2 separate regions of the Hordeum vulgare genome follow, and region 2 is linked to region 1. Evidence: chromatin contacts called from public Hi-C data. All regions are on one chromosome and are shown on one strand. Each heading gives the region's core, a stretch centred on a gene start, on an enhancer-like site or on the middle of the called end of the contact. The rest is flanking DNA. Distances are from core to core; before and after follow the strand shown. Region 1 has its middle 17 kb from the start of LOC123431034. Region 2 has its middle 16 kb from the start of LOC123431037.

What was found. A called contact is a pair of places that touch in the nucleus more often than the background predicts.
Region 2: a Hi-C map of leaf shows a contact between it and region 1, with 2.6 times the contacts expected there. The contact joins two enhancer-like sites. A contact is called at or near these places in 2 of 6 Hi-C or Micro-C datasets (leaf and seedling).

The regions. Positions count from the first base shown.
Region 1 is chr2H:634,522,687-634,525,621 of MorexV3_pseudomolecules_assembly, forward strand. It overlaps the pseudogene LOC123431033. Among protein-coding and RNA genes, the nearest start is that of LOC123431034, 17 kb to the right of the region's middle. Within about 2 kb of position 1,320, at least 3 of the 3 cell types and tissues checked have open chromatin away from gene starts, as enhancers often do. A contact at or near this core is called in leaf, where this site is marked.
Region 2 is chr2H:634,823,074-634,825,773 of MorexV3_pseudomolecules_assembly, forward strand. No RefSeq gene overlaps it. Among protein-coding and RNA genes, the nearest start is that of LOC123431037, 16 kb to the right of the region's middle. Within about 2 kb of position 1,283, at least 2 of the 3 cell types and tissues checked have open chromatin away from gene starts, as enhancers often do. A contact at or near this core is called in leaf, where this site is marked.

The DNA of each region.
Region 1 (2,935 bases), core at 70-2,569:
CATATTATCTTGTTCACAAATTATAAAACGTTCTTGAATTTTACAAATTGTTCCTTTAAAAAAAGGTTTAATTTTTTCATCTTCTTTTTCTTTTTGTTCCTTTTTCCTTTTTTCTTTTCCAATGTTATTTATATTTTTTAAACAAAGTTCATTTTCGAAATCATTCTTAATTCTGGAAAAATATTATTGCTTTTTAAAACGTTTGAAATTTTGAAAAAAGGTCATATTTGGAGAAAAAAATGAAAAAAAATAAAATTTTATATTTGCATTCTTCAAAAATAGTTTGGGAATTGCAAAGAAGGTTCTTGTTTTTCAATATTTTGTTCACCTATTCCAAAAAAAATTGGCATTTTCAAAGTTTGTTCTAAATATTCAAATTATGGTCGTCATTTAAATAATTGTTCCTATTTATAATTTTTTTTCACAAATTTGAAAAAATTTCATGTTTTAAAAATTTGTTTGAAATTGCAAAAAACAAATTCCATTTAATTTTTGTTTATAAATTAATAAATGTTACTGTTTCCAAATTTTGTTTTGAAATTTATAATTGTTTTAGGAATTTCAAGAAATATACCAGGTTTCCATATTAGTTCAGAAATTTACTAAATGTTCAGATTATCAAACTGTTTATGTTTGTCAAATTTTTTTTGTAAATTTAAAAACTATGTGCATTTTGAAGAAAATGTTCATAATTCGGAAAACTCAGTTGCAGGAGGTCCACGTTTTGTAAAAGGAACTTATTTTTTGACAGATGCAAAAATTATCCCTTTTGTCCAAAACGTTCGTGTTTTCAGAAAATATTCGTTTTTTAATTTCTGATTACAAATTCAGAACAAAATTCAGATTTCAAATATACTTGCATTCAAATATTGGTCACATATTTTTCAAAAAAAATTCGCATTTGTGAAAAAATGTTCCCGTTTTTGAAAAAAAATTCACAAATTCATATGTTCTTCCCGTTTTGAAATTTTGAAAAGTATGATTTTTGGGTAATTATTTCAAAACTTTTTTGTGTTTTAAAAAAATTGGGTATCGTTTTGAAGAAGTAGTCAGTTTTTTCATGAAGTGTTTGAAAAAGGGGTAATATTCGGATCTGCTGATGTAGTTTGTCCTAAATTATTACACGCTACATATCCAACACCAGCATGTACTAGTTCGATTGGTTATGTACATGCATTATTACAGGTAGATCGTGAATTCAAAATAGAGATAGTGCGCCTCATTTTTGCAGTGCTTTTTACACTACTGGTAGCTCCTACGTGGGCCAGCTAAGGTGAAGGTTACCCTGTGCGAAGCCTAGTCGATCTGCTGCATAATGCGGCATATAGGACATCCCATGATTAACATAACAAGCCGTGCGTGGTGTAGCAGTTGCTCTTTGGAGGCCAACCCAATAGGCCTGTTTCCGGAGATACAGCCCATATCCATTCAATAGCCTATGTACGCGTAAGAAAGAAGGAATCTCATACTACTCCCGTCCCGTCTCGCCAAGCCTGGCGGCCGCACCCCGGCAAGAGATCGCCGTCGCCGTCGCCGTCGCCGTCGCCCCTCCTCGCCGCCATGGCCCCCGCCAAGTGGTACCATGCTCGCGCCTCTTCCTCCAAATCTCTTCCCACGGCTCCCAGCCGCTAGTTCACCCGGTCTGTACGTTGCCCCGGCGCAGGCTGATGCACTGGCACCCAAACCCTGGAGCGACGCTCAACAGCCAGATCCTGGCGGAGGCCTGTAGCTGCGCGGAGTCCCTCGGCGGCACAAAGGACGGCCGCTGGAAGACCTCCATCATCTCCTACCGCCCGATCACGCGAGACAGCATGGGCGCCGGCGGGCGGCTGCCTCCAGACGTGCCGGGCGAGCTCCTTGGCGTCGCGCTCCACGAGCACCCCGGACTCTACTTCTCCATCCTCCGGAGTCATCGGCTCGTCCTACAGGCCGACGCTGCCTTCCCCCATGTCATGGAGAAGCTCCAGTCCTACAAGGCTCGTGTCAGCCTCAACTTTGAGGTCAACTTGTTTCCTTCCCTACCCTTACAATTTCTCCTTTGGTCTCACACCTGACGATTTAATTCTGTACAATTTCTTTTGTTTATGTAATTGAACCAGTGACGATTAAATTGTTGGAGTTCCAAATTCCAATAGCAGGTTCAACGATAAGTTTGTGCTGTTTTCTCCTGAAATTGTGACTCAAGCCATATTTGCTTAAATAACTATAGTTCTTTTTTGCAAGGTTTGCTTAATGAAGATGACATCTTTAAAGATAACAACTGTGACAACATAGTCGATTCTACCAGTTTCCAGCTTGAATTATAATTTCTGGTGCCTTTCAAGTAGTAGCGATCAACAAAAAATCGCATATAACTCAATTGATCATCGAGTCTCACACTGAAGCTACTAGGATGTTGCTTGTATTTATGCTCTATAACCCTTTATTTTGTCCTTTGTCATATATTGCATCTTCTGTCTTATTTATATTGTGCTTATATATATTATATTACTATGTGCTTGTCGCATTATTGTATCATATGAAAGTTTGTTTATTCACATTCATGTCAATTTCCATCTACAGGGATTCCAGTATCAACTGGGTGATTTTTGCTTGAGGATAGGTAAATGTGCTCCTAACAATTCTGAAACAATGAGAGGAATCATGATGGAGGTACTGTTACTATGTTTATCCCTTTTCTATTTTCTGTTTATACCATGTCGGTCGTAATCGTATGGCATGTTTGATTGTGACTTCTCTTAGTAAAAGATGAGATTCAAATTCAGTAAAAAAAAAGATGAGACTCAAACCAAATGCATTGAATCTATGTTGTAATTTAGTTTGAGTAAGTATTGTTAATGGAGTAATGGGTTTTGCTGGTTAGATTCTCAGGCTAATTGTTGATGTCTAGATTCATACAGATCCAGTCTACTATGGCATACCTTCTAATCCTCTG
Region 2 (2,700 bases), core at 33-2,532, 300 kb after region 1:
ATCAAAGGAGCTGCTACAAGAGATTGCTGAAAAGGGATTTGATCCCCTCCCATTGCCGTAGGAGCAACAGGAGGCAGGGAAGAAAATGGAAGTTCTGATGTACATGACAGTGATTATGAGTACCTCACCTCAATGACAATTTCTACCTTAAATGAGGGGTACCTATAGCATCTTCTAGAACTAAAGAAGAGATTTGAAACTAAAGTTGGACTCTTGTGGAAAGCTACACCAGAATGTGTGAAATCTGAAATGGAACCAACTGTAAGTACTGATAATTTGGTACTAAGGCACGGCGAGCGAGCAACATATGACCATATCGGCCGCCTCCCTTGCCTTTAGATCTCACTTGAATGTGGAATCCCGATCGTTCAACAGTCGTAGCATAAAAATTTCCGTGCTAGGGGGGGTCCTATACGCTGCTCATTGCGACAACTAGTCGCCGGTTCGCAAGGGGGCAGGTCACACTCGGCCAGCCCATTTGGGTGGTTTTGATTCGCGAGACAAAACACCGCAAAAAGTGTTCATGGTAGGTATCAAACCGGCAACCTCCTGATGAGGTACAAGCTACGCTAGCCACCCCAATTGAATCCTGTACGTGAATGAAGAACAACGTGAAATCTAAACAAAACTAACAGCGACGACATAACTTAAAACCCTTCGCGCAAACTTTTGTTTTTGTTTTTGATTTTCTTCACAGTCTTATTCTTTTTTTTTTGTTTCAAAAATGTTCTGGCTTTTAAAAAATGTTCCGTAATTTAAAAAAATCCAAAATTTGGAAAATCTTCTGCAATTTGAAAAAGTGCTATGGAAATTGAAAAAATGTTTCGGAATTTGAAAAATGTTAGGGAATTTTAAAAAAATGTTCTGGAATTTTAAAAAAAGTTCCGTAATTTGAAAAAATGTTCCAGAATTTGCAAATGTATTTTTGAATTTAAAAAATGTTCCGTAATATGTAACAATGTTCTGGAATTTACAAAAATGTTCTGGAATTTATAAAAATGTTCCGGAATTTTGTAAAAATGTTCTGGAATTTGAAAAAATGTTTCGGAATTGGGAAAAATGTTCTGGAATATTTATTAAAATGTTTAGTATTTTTAGGAAAAAATGTTCAGAAATTTCAATAAATGTTTCGAGATTTGAAGAAAACAGAAAAACAATTATTTGATTTTTTTTGAAACAAAAAAAATAAGCTGGCCCGGCCCAGTTGTGGGTGAGCCAAAGATGGGCTGGCCCAATACAAGTGCTACAGCGCGGACGTGATCGCTACACCATGGGCCGGCCCAGTCTGGGTTCACTGCGTGCGTCAGGGGGACGGCCGTCCCGGGCCCCTCTAATGCAGGGGGGCCCTAGCTAGCTAATACTCCCTTCCGTTTCAAAATAAGTGTCTTAAACTTCGCACAGGTGGCAGCTCACACTGGGCCGGCCATTCAGGTGGTTTTGATTCGCGAGATAAAACACCGTAAAAAGTGTTCGTGGTAGGTATCAAACCTGCAAACTCCTGATGAGGTACAAGCTACGCTAGCCACCCCGATTGAATCCTGTACGTGAATGAAGAACAACTTGAAATCTAAACAAAACTAACAGCGACGACAAAACTTAAAACCATTCGCGCAAACTTTTGTTTTTGTTTTTGACTTTCTTCGCTGTCTTATTCTGTTTTTCTGTTTCAAAAATGTTCTGGCTTTTAAAAATGATCCGTAATTAAAAAAATCCAAAATTTGAAAAATCTTTCGGAATTTAAAAAATGTTCCGGAATTTTAAAAAATATTTCAGAATTTGAAAAATATTAGGGAATTTTATAAAATGTTCCGGAATTTGAAAAAATCTTCCAGAATTTGAAAATTGTTCCTTAATTTGAAAAAATATTTTTGAATTTAGAAAAATGTTCCGTAATATGAAACCATGTTCTGGAATTTACAAAATGTTCCGGAATTTAAGAAAATGTTCAGAAATTTATAAAACAGTTCCGGAATTTAGTAAAATTGTTCTGGAATTTGGAAAAAGGTTTTCGAATTGGGAAAAATGTTCTGGAATATTTATAAAAAAGTTTAGGATTTTTAAGAAAAAATGTTCGTAAATTTGAATAAATGTTCCGAGATTAGAAGAAAACAGAAAAACAATTATTTGATTTTTTTGAAACAAAAAAAAATAAGCTGGGCCGACCCAGTTGTGGATGAGCCGAAGATGGGCTGTTTCAATACGGACGCTACAACACGGACGTGATCGCTACACCATGGGCCGGCCCAGTCTGGGTTCACTGCGTGCGTCAGGGGGGACGGCCGTCCCGGACCCTTCTAGCCCAGGGGGCCCCTAGCTAGCTAATACTCCTTCCGTCTCAAAATAAATGTCTTAAGCTTAGTATAAATTTGTATTAAAACTAATAAAAAGTTGTGACAGTTATTTTAAAACAGATGAAGTATGTAAGATGGCCTATGTATCATGTATGGCCTGAAGTACTATTTAGCATTTGGGTACAACGGGCCCGCGGGAGGAATGAGGACAGCCACGTCACCGAGTCGCGAGATGAAAATCGCGCCTGTGCGCCTAGACATCGATCTCCGTCATACAATTTCTGCCAATGGATCTGCATCTCCCTTTCTCCTGATCGATTGCCGTAGCTAGATCTACTTCTACCTGATCGCTAGCGCTGGGGCTAGCAAGCCTCCTGTGTTTCTGTTTCCTGCACAATAGCCTTTCGGC